3 separate regions of the Gossypium arboreum genome follow, and regions 1 and 3 are each linked to region 2. Evidence: chromatin contacts called from public Hi-C data. All regions are on one chromosome and are shown on one strand. The core of a region is the stretch at or near the end of the contact, and the rest is flanking DNA. Distances in the headings are between cores, read along the strand shown. Region 1 holds the start of LOC108465033 (probable protein phosphatase 2C 80). Region 2 holds the start of LOC108479910. Region 3 holds the start of LOC108465026 (homeobox-leucine zipper protein ATHB-40-like).

The links. A called contact is a pair of places that touch in the nucleus more often than the background predicts.
Region 1: a Hi-C map of leaf shows a contact between it and region 2, with 3 times the contacts expected there. The contact joins the promoter of LOC108465033 here to the promoter of LOC108479910 in region 2. A contact is called at or near these places in 2 of 5 Hi-C or Micro-C datasets (both in leaf).
Region 3: a contact with region 2 is called in a Hi-C map of leaf, with 5 times the contacts expected there. The contact joins the promoter of LOC108465026 here to the promoter of LOC108479910 in region 2. A contact is called at or near these places in 2 of 5 Hi-C or Micro-C datasets (both in leaf).

Annotation. Positions count from the first base shown.
Region 1 is chr11:28,217,358-28,220,949 of ASM2569848v2, forward strand. LOC108465033 (probable protein phosphatase 2C 80) reads left to right here and starts at 1,756. Exons shown (of 6, transcript XM_053020883.1): 1 at 1,756-2,229; 2 at 2,831-3,100; 3 at 3,191-3,566. The coding sequence starts at 2,976. It also overlaps the pseudogene LOC108465025.
Region 2 is chr11:28,078,954-28,082,766 of ASM2569848v2, forward strand. It overlaps LOC108479910, which reads right to left and starts at 1,966. Exons shown (of 14, transcript XR_008274475.1): 1 at 1,245-1,966; 2 at 1,094-1,162; 3 at 909-1,016; 4 at 617-685; 5 at 355-516; 6 at 112-159.
Region 3 is chr11:28,294,532-28,298,029 of ASM2569848v2, forward strand. LOC108465026 (homeobox-leucine zipper protein ATHB-40-like) reads right to left here and starts at 1,859. Exons shown (of 3, transcript XM_017765327.2): 1 at 1,616-1,859; 2 at 1,214-1,527; 3 at 185-548. The coding sequence starts at 1,727. The coding sequence ends at 330.

The DNA.
Region 1 (3,592 bases), core at 506-3,005, 140 kb after region 2:
TAATGTAAATGACACTGCATCGGTTCAAGCATTCTCGGACCAAGTCAAAAGGCTATACCCAAACCACCAATGGTCCCCTGTTGATGTTCCTTTGACAATCGACAATTGGACTCAACGCGTTCAGCTGCGACGCACCTGACTCTGATAGATGCCAGGGGCCTGATGGGGGAATCTTTGCGGCTTCAGTCAACAATGTAACTTTTCGAAGACCAATGGTGTCTCTTCTGAATGCTTATTACAATAATTTACAAGGATATTATAGTACGGATTTCCCTGATAAACCAGAAAAGATGTATGATTTTGTAAATGGGGCTCCCAATAACATTAGTGTCGATACACAATCCGCAATAGGGACTCAAGTTAGTATCTTGGAACATGGTTGGGCAGTTCAAGTCATATTTCAAGACACTGGCACAGTAGGAACTGAGAAGCATCCCATACACCTTCACGGCTTTAGCTTCTACTTGTTGGGCACTGGTCTTGGCAACTATAACTCCACCACTGCACTTCTTAACTTGTACAATCCTTCCTCCCTATAGGAACACAGTGGGTGTGCCAGAAGGCAGATGGGCAGTCATTCGATTCAGAGCTGATAATCCAGGTGAATTTCATAGCTAAAAACCATAAAATTTTTCATTCAGTTTTGTTTTTATTTTGTCACCTTGATTACTTTATTAACTGTAATGAATAATTCAGGAATGAGGTTCATGCATTGCCATCTGGAAGTGCACACAACATGGGGACTGTCAATGGCTTTTCTAGTGAAGAATGGGAAAGGCAAAATGCAGAATTTGCCACCTCCACCTCCTGATCTTCCACTCTGCTGATCTGTAAATTTGTGCTGGGTTTTCCCTTTCGTACCATTTATCCCATTTTATTTTTATGTTTGCTAGTACGTAGACTATTGCCCAAGTTATATGAAAATAATGGATTTGTTTGGTTATTTGTTGAACTCAAGTAATGTAATTCCAAGAATAGTTCGACTTTTGTAAACCGTAATGGTTTATTGGGCTTCAGGACCATATAGACAACGAATAAGATGTTTAACTGGGTGTTTTCCCTTTTCTTTCCTATTTGGGCCAAATAATCCATTAATGGGCTCCATTGATTTTGGAGCATTTTTTTTACCATTTCTTATAGCCTTTAGCATTACGCAAAAAGAAAAAAAAAAAGAAGAAGAAGCTTTTAGCATTACTCAACTGATTAATTGATTGATGTAGCCCTTTTTATTAGTATCATTTAATTGATTTTTTTTTAGAAAGAAATTTTGATATCCAATAGCTAAAACTTATATCTAGGTAGAGACAAAACTTTTGGATGAGGCGACTCCACCACCACAACCTTGCTGTACCCCAAACCTAAAAAAAGAACGGACCTCGTCGCTCTTCAACTCCCCGCTTCGCTAACCCTCCATTTGTTTATTGCACCCACCCGTCCACGCCCCACCTTTGCTTAATCTATATTATAAAAATAGTCAGTCACCAACCTCCCACTGACCGTCACCTCATATCTCACACTCTTGTTGTGGGTTCCAATTTTTCTATAATAAATAAAATACCATCAAAATATAAATATAAGTTGAAGTAATTATAAATATTAAAGTATTAAAATAGATAGTTAAAAGTTAATTATAATACAAAATCAAACTATTACATTATAAGTAGGTTAGAAATTAATACAATTTAATCTAAAATTAATAAACTGAGCAAAACTAAAACTCACTTATTAACAACTGCACTTGAAGAGTTGAAAACTTACACAAAAAATTAAGCATGCAAGTATAGAACATAGTTACTCACAACTTTCATATATTTTTTCTATATAAAATTAATCATTTCTTATAACTTATGAACCATAATTTAATTATGGTATTAATATTTTCTATTAAATCTATTTTTTTTTCTATTAAATCTAGGTGGAAGAACTTGAAATAAATACATTTAAGTCCTAAGAATAGAGGGTTGGGTTGGGTACGTGTCCAAGAATGTATCACGTGTTTATCCTCAATACAGCGCTTGCCCTGAAAAAGTGAAACATCCGCAGCATCCGCAGAGCCGAAGGGAGAGGGAGAGAGGGAGAGGGAGAGGCAGCGAAGAAGCTCCGGAGATCGTCGATTCTCGTTTAGGTCTTTCTTCGGAGCTTCTTTCTTCTTTCTTTCTCTTTGCTTTCTTTCCTTTTTGTCTCTAACATTCAGGTGTCGAATAATACCAGATTAAGCCGCTTCAACAGGTTCTTTTTTTTTCTTTCATTATCAAGTTCTGCATTTTATTTGGCTATTGTCTGTAGTTTGTAGGTAGTTGTTGAGAGTTCTAGTTTTTGTGAATTATATTTCTCAGCATTTAGATTCTTTAAATTACCTACGTTTTTTTTTTCTTCTTTTTTGATGATTAAAAATTTAAAATTATCCATGTGTTTTTGTCATTGATGTATGCAGAATTCATATGTTTTCTTTTTATTGTATGCCAGAAATATTTAACTTTAAAAAGGCATTTGTACACTTAAGCTATGTTTTGGTTACTCGTTTCTTCTAATGCTCAAAAGTTGCTAAGAAAAGAATAAAAAACAATGTATCCAAAACCATTTTTCATGAGTAATATTATTATTTTTGTTAAAATCCAGTTAATATATTATTATTATTTTTTGATCTAAATGCAATTTGAATAATTCTTGAGCCATGTGAGTAGCTTAAGTGATTTCAACTCTTCCCATTCTTTCCTTTTTGTTGTTGAATTTTGTGAGCTTATGCATCTTTGCTACGCTCCTAAAGCCCAAACCTTAATGTACATAATACATATAATATAATATACCTCTATTTTGTCTGCTATTTCAGGTATTGAGACAAATATGCTTCCTTAGAGGAAATTGCTGGTAGGTGGTTACACGCGTGTCAACGTATAGCCTTTTGTTTGCAATACAAGGTCTGGTATTCTCTCAAACGGTGGTTGAATTAAGGGAACTTGATATAAGGGTTAAAGATGCCAGCAGTTGTGTTTTCTAAGCTAAAACCTGTTGTATTTACTGGTTTTCAAAGGTCTCTTACAGGAAAACAAGTTCCGTTGTCCGACTCAGCAAGTTCATTGCTTAGACAGCTCAAATTTTTGTCTGTGAATTCAGGGTTGATTCAGTCTTTCTCTTACTCTGGTAAATCTCTATCTGATAATAGTTGTATTCGGAACCTGTTTTGTCTTAGGGCAAAAACAATGGCTGTGTCTAGTTCCAAGGCTGTTTTCGGAGATGTTTATATGGATGAGTTGGTAGCAAGTTGTGGGAATGGCTTGGACTTCTTGAAACCTAGTGGGGTTTATTTTGCTGATCGAAGTCAAAGCAGTTGCCAAAAAGCTAGCCTGATTTTGAGAAAGCAAGAACAGCGCAACAATCGTCTTGTTTGTGGGTACAATTTTTGTGACGCAGTGCAGAGAAATACCGGATATAATCTTCCTTTTGGTCCAAGGATGAAAAATATCCACACATCATCTTTGTCTTGTACCTCTTCTAGGGCAGCTCATGATTTGTCATTTGATGGGAGTTCTAAGGATGAACGGGCTGCAAGTTTACCTGTAAAGAATGTCCTCTTATCTTCAATTTATTTTAT
Region 2 (3,813 bases), core at 716-3,215:
ACAATTACAAGCCATGCCATTTTAGTTGCTCGTGTATCAAAGTAAATTTAATATACAATTGAAAATACTTTCATGCTGAACAAAAAGAAAGTTTAAAATAGCAAGTGACACCTCTTTATCTTCTGCCTTTTGCTCAGTTGAGGACTGCACTTTCTGGTTCTGCATCAAAGTAAAACTTGAAAATCATGTATACAATTAATATGCAAAAAAAGGCAACTACAGAGGTTAAACTAAAAAAGAGATTTCCCAGTAGAAATTGCTCAAGGATCCAAAAGCAAGGTTCGTTTTGGACACATATTCTGAACCTTAAATTCAAAAATTTCATAACAGTATATCCCAATAATCAGTAATTACCTGCTTGGCTGATGGACCAGCTGCTTTCCCATCGTTAGGTTCTACTTTAACAGTAACTTCTGCTTCAGCAGCCACTGTGTCCTTTCTTTTTGAGACACCAGACTTGAGATGTGCCAATGATGGTCGGAGCTGAACAACTGCATGAATAGGATTTAAGTGCAACTGCACCATAAAAATGACCTTAGAACAACAACATCCATCAAGGGAAAAAAATATTATATAGCTAATCTCAAACAAGCTCATAGACAATAGATGCACACACCTTATCGCCCATTAAAACTCCAACAGCATAGCCAGATGGACGTGGTGGCAGCCATGAAGAAGATAAGGTCTAAAAAGAAATGAGGATACATAATTAGGTTATGCAGCTAAATTTATTTGGAAAAGACATTATGTAAAAAGAAAATGCGACAATGCAACTTATCAACAAATGCAGTAGCAGTATGTAAAAAATTTATCAATGCAAAGCACTCGGAACATGTTTCCGGGGAAAAATACAATACCTATAAATATATAGATTGAAATTTGATTAAATTGTAATATCAGAGCCAAACCTGCTTCGTCATCTTCAATTTGTTTGCAGATTCACTGTCATAATTATTCGAATCAATATCAACAGACATGTCAATTTCCACTTCCCCACTATCAGGTTTCACCCGTACCTACAAAATAACTAAAGAATAAGATTGATTCATACAAAGAAAAAGAAAAAGAAATTGAAGGGAAAAAACAGACGAACCTCCTTGCATCGTTCATCCAATTCGTATGGTCGCCAGCAAGGCCTTAGAGGATATTGCAAAACATATAACTGCAATTTTATTCCAAAAGGGGGAAAAACAATAAGCAAAACTGAAAATTAAACAATAAAGGAAATAGAAAAATGCAATCACCTGAGCGTCGGCGTCAATTGAAGGAGTGAAGAAGACGTCGATTTCGCGAACAACCATATCTTCTTCTTCTCCTTGATCTTCTTCTCTGTTGGCTTCAGTCAAGATCTCATCTTCTTTAGTGTCCTCATCAATCTCCATCTTCACCGCGCCATTTGATATCGATTGTTCGGCTTTCGGTTCAGCAACCATCGGCGGCTTGACATCTTCTTCATCGTTTTCTTTCTTTTTGGAAACTGCTTCCACAGGTGGTGGTTGGAGCTTGGGCGCGGAGTCTTGAGGCTCTTGTTTGGATGAGGGTTCAGGTTTTGGCTTAGAGGTGGGTTTGAGTTTGGGTGCGAATTTGGAAGATTTGGGTGCGAATTTGGAAGATTTGGGCGCGAATTTGGTGGTTCGAGTATTGGCCTGACTTGAACTGTCGAGCTCTCCCAAATCATCCAGGTCCATTTTCGACGTTTTGTTATCAGTGTTAATCCAGTTACCGGCTAGGGTTTCCACCGATTAGGGCTTGAAGTTTTGCAGCTTTTGAGTGTGGAGAAAGATTCTTATAAAAGGCTTCAGTGAATATTCGACAAAAGATATGACCAAGATTTTAAATTTAAGAACGGTTTAAGTAGGAATTAAAGTAGCGGTTCTTACTTAAGGTTATTGGAATATCATTATTTGCACCTCTAAATTAACTCACCGAGTCAAGCTCCATAAACTTAAACTGAATGATAAACTTAACAATAATTCAATAAAAAATAATTGGTGCAAGGTACATAAACTTGGACTAATTCATAAATTTAGTTGAATTAGATAATGACTAAATATAAATCATATTGTTTTAAAAGTTTTTTCTTAACCTTTTACATCTTTTGCATATAAAAATATAAAAAATTATACACCATAAAAATTGAACTTTTTTCAATTTTTTTAACTATTTCATTCAAAATTTCATTTATTTTTTATATTCATTTTAATAAATATAGTTGCTATATAATTTTATTGTCAAATTTAATAAATTTTTATATAAAATTTAATTGAGTTAATATTGCGAATTAACTAAAATCAACTCAATTGAAAAAATTTAAATAGAAAAATATATATAAAAGATTATTTACCTTTTCCAATATTTTTCTTTTCAAAATGTTAGTTTAATCATTAGTGTTTATTATTATTATTATTATTATTATTGTTATTATAATTATACATATATGTGATATAAAAATTATTCGAACTCAAGTTATATAAGAAAGGTGAAGACTAGATTAATAGGTCATAATTTGGGCTCTATATTTTTTTCTTTTATGAACATCACGTAATCTAAACATTATATTTTGTTACACTTATAATGTGAGTAAAAGAAAAACGTAATATTAAATTATGTTTATAAAAAAATTGAGTTATAGATAAAATGATAAAGCGTGTATAAATAAACCTTTTTACACTTTCGATTTTTTAGAAGAGCTTAAGTTCAATTTTTAAATGTTTTATTTAAATATTTTATATTAAAATAGCAAAAGACAAATAGTCTTTATATTAATATTCATTACTTTATTAAAATGATTTTTAAATAATTTCTCATTGAATTGATGTATTCTTTTCTTCTATATCTATATGAATGAATATTATTAAATTCCAATCCATTATTGATACCTCAAGGAAAATCTTGAATTGGAACTTAAATTGACGAGCTAATGTAAGCTTATCCATGTAGTTATGCACCCTTCAAATAGGAATTAAATTTCTGAAAGATCTTGACTTTCTCGTTTTGGTGAGTCTTTAAGGTCCTTATGACGATCTATGTTGTGTTGAAACGATATCTATATGATCCAATCGATTGTGTAAAACCTGTGCTAACAACGAAATCAGAAAAAGTATATGAAAAAGATAGTTGACTCGTGATATTAACTCAATCATAAATATTTTATATAACATAGATATATAATATTTTTAGTTTAGTTTAGCTTTTACAAATCATCAATTTCACTAATCAAATTTTAATATTTAAATCAATTAAATTAAATTTTCACATATAAAATGTGCATAACTTATGTGAGATTTATAGATTTGACTCTATTTTATTACTTTGTTTTATCCATTAATATTCAATTTATGTTTAATCACAATCCACAATGAGTCTTAGGCATTTAAATTATGATCACCATATATTGGATATTAATGAATTTGAAAGTAATGAAGGCGTTCAGAATTCTGTTGAACTCAGTGAAAGTTTCCTATATGGGCTGATATATCCTCAGGCCCAACTTGTCATGTTATAACTAATTCATTAATGCTATAATGTTTCATTGAATTGGGATGAGTTTACGCATCTTCACCAAATATGACACAAGTTTTTTTTTATTTCTCCAATTTCTTTTGTTGACTTGGTGTGAATTTATAAGAAATTATCTCTTGATAAATGATTTTTTTTTTTAATTTTAATATAGGCTTCTCAAAATTATTTTGCAAAATATGTTTTTTTTAATTATATGGTCATTTGGTGATGATAAAAATACAATACTATGACTTTGACACTCACGATAGTCAAGATCCTGATGACCACTTTTCAACATTCCCTCGAGCCTTT
Region 3 (3,498 bases), core at 609-3,108, 220 kb after region 2:
GAGGATGAAAGAATAAAAGGAGGTGTTTCGATAATTTTACTATAAAACTTGAAAAGCCAAAAATTAAAATGTAGGTTTGAAATTTAAAAAAAAAAAAAAAGAATTTCTATAAAGTTATCTAAATGTCAAATACAGTATGCTGTAAAAAAAGTGTTTTTATTCGATAATAGTAGTTAAAAAAAGATTTCTAAATTAATATGAATCTAAGTTAACATTACAACACTTTATATAACATAACAGTAGTTAAGAAAAGAAATTAAGGATTAATTACAATGGATTTGGAGGTCTTAATTATCCATATCTACACACGCTAACTAGTGATATGATAATTACATAAAAAGATTCATCCACTCCATGCCAAGAACATAATTGTGTTCTCCAATATAGAAAACATCTTCATATCCAAATTCCCCATGGAAAACTGGATCAATGGCTTCCATTGACAGTACAGATGAGCTTGTACTTTTGCTGGAAACCCCATCTACTCGTTCCGTTAGTTGCTGGATTTCCTTCTCCGCCTCGCTAAGTTGCTCCTTAAGCTTTACCACCTATAATTGTAACCAAAGAAACAAATTTAAATTGAATGTAAAAGTGGGCTTCGGCTAAGCCCAACCCCTGCCACAAGACAGTATGGTGTATGGAAGTGGACCCTCTGTTTTTCATTGGAAAAACATTTTCAACTACTTTTTGTTGTGCAATGAGGTGGCTGTTTGTTGTTCCTTGTCAATGTTATCCCACTTTTTTTGTCCAAGAATATCGTTTCCCACTTTCTTTTAATTGAACATAAACTTATGATCTCATTAACTGATATTTTTAATAGCTTAAACCCAACAACATAAGTACATGACATGGCTTTCTTCGAGCCCTGAGCTCGTGCATGTTCTGATATTGGTGGGTCACCGTATCTTTCTTTATCAAAAAGATAAAGATCAAAGACGCTGCTACTTCCTTAATTAGTTTCATTTCCTTCCAACAAACGCCTCCTCAAGTTTGAATTATTTTTTTAATTATTTAATCTCTGAAAACATACATATTTTTTCCTGTTTGGTTCTAAGAAACCACAAGGAAATATGTCTAAAATATAAGAAAAACAAAGGGTTTGCATTTAAACATCCAAATAAACTTACAAGTGTGATTAAAACCGGATTTTTTTTTTTTCCAAGTTAAAATGATTTTCATTTGGGAAATAAAAGATATATGTATATTTACATACCTCGGATTCAAGTCGGCATTTGTCGAGAACAACAGTTTCGTGAAGAGACTTGAGCTTGCTATACTCTTCCTCCAGCTTCTTGTTCTTCCAACGAGCTCTACGATTTTGGAACCAAACAGCAACCTGACGAGGGTCAAGTCCCAGCTCTGAAGCAATCCGATCTTTCCTTTCTGACTCTAGTTTATGTTCGTTACCAAAATTAAGTTCAAGGAGAGTGACTTGTTCCTGGTTAAGCTTCCTTTTTTTAGCCACCGCACACTGGCTGTTCTCCCCTCCCTTGTTCTTCTTCCGCCGCCGTCGAGGCTTCGGTTCCCCTGCTCAACCAAAAGCCTGGCTTAATTATAAAACAATGCAAGAATAAATATGTTTGTGGTTTTAAGTCCATGCCACACTGATCAGTACCTTGGTGTGTTGCAATTTGGGTGTAAAATCCAGGGTAGATTTGGGAGATAAGAGCAATATGATCTTCATGTTCATTCATTTGGCTTGTCATCATTTCATAATCTTGGCTCATTTTCTCTTTCTTTCTAGCTTTTCGGGTGTGTTTTTTTTTTTTTTTTTCCTCTGGCTTTCACCTAAATTGAGAAATGGGTGATCCCTGAGAGAAGTAATGGATGAGTTAAGGAAGTGATGTGGTTTATTTATAGGGTTAAGAGTAGGACTAGTTAGAAGTTGTTTGTTTACCATAAGACCTTTGTTTCCAATATTGGACATCACGTTCTTATGAATAACAACAATACCATTATAGTATTACAATTTGGTACACTAGTTTGAGACAATAAGAAATACTGTCACATCTAAACTGTATCATTGAACTAGTTTGGAAAATTCTGTCAACCAAATTTGCCATCCCCACGTCCAACAAGTGGATAAAGTTAGACAACAAAACCCTAAATTTCAAAAGTTCATCGTTTTTTTTTTCACTATATAATACATGGTTTGGTTAAAGTTTTAGGATGTGATTGATTAATTGAAAATTTTAAATGTGAAAAATTATGTATTAAATTTTATTGTTAAATTTTATAAGTATTGAATTTATATCAAAAATTATTTAAAAATTAGTAAATATAAGTAAGGAATATAATTATATTGTTTGATAAAAGTAAATATTGATTTTTAAAAATTATTTATTTTAATTTTAATCTTATTAATATAATATTTTATATTATTTTAGATAATTTTAGATGAAAATAAATACGATAATTTGAATATCTTATTTAAAACTAATAATTTATTTCAATTTTTAATAAAATAAAATCAATTTAATATTTTCTACCTCAAGTAATAAGTAGCTATATATCTTCTTACCTTATTCAATACTTTTGGTTAAAATTTTATATTAAGTAAAAATTAAAATAATTACTAAATAAATTTAAAATATTAAATGTTGAAATTTTTTGTAATTTATCAAACACACCTCTATGATATTCTTTCATGTAAGTTCTGTGCATGAGATAAGGATGATATTTTTTTTAAAGTTGTAAAAGAAATAATTATCCTGATTTTAACTTAAAACCTAACATAAATCATTCTCTTAATTGTGATCTCCTTAGACAAAACTAGAATTGGTAGGCTTTCCAAATTAAGTGATAAGGGGTGATGGTGGTAAGCAAGCAAGTAATACATAATTTTGCAAGTTAATTAAAAGGGGTTTGGGGATCCCAAAGCTGGCCACTATTGAAGTCAATAAACAAAGTTGGTAAATTAGGTTTGGCCTCTGGATCTGGGCATTCTAGTCAGCCATTGTTGTCCAATTGGGAGGTATTTTCACTTATTTCCATGTGTCTGTAAAATGGTTATAACTATGAGCCAATACCCCATGACTACTTTTAACCATATCTCAATCGTGGCTCGAGAGACGAATGAAAAACATAAAGAAAAGTTATGAAAATTTGGGATTAGTTAGTACTTTCATTAAGTATTATCATTTTTTTTTCAAGGGAATTAAGAATTATTATTATTACAGATGCATCGGGGAAGCAATCTTTTCTTTTTGAAAGAATATTAAGGTTGTTGGAGAAATCTCTTAAGGTCAGAAGTAGAAGAGAGGATATGTCGTCATTGTTGACGTCTTGATTTTATAAAAAATTAGAGTTTCTAATTTTTGATTGGATAATGTTTCCTACATTTCCATCATTTCACTCTTAAGATAAACTTTTCCACTATTGGATTTTAAGCCAAAAGAATAGGGGATTGGGTTATGATTTTATAACTAAAAAACAAAGTAAATGAGGTGGAAGAGCTGCTTAAAACAACATAACATTTTTTTTTCTGATATCCACAAT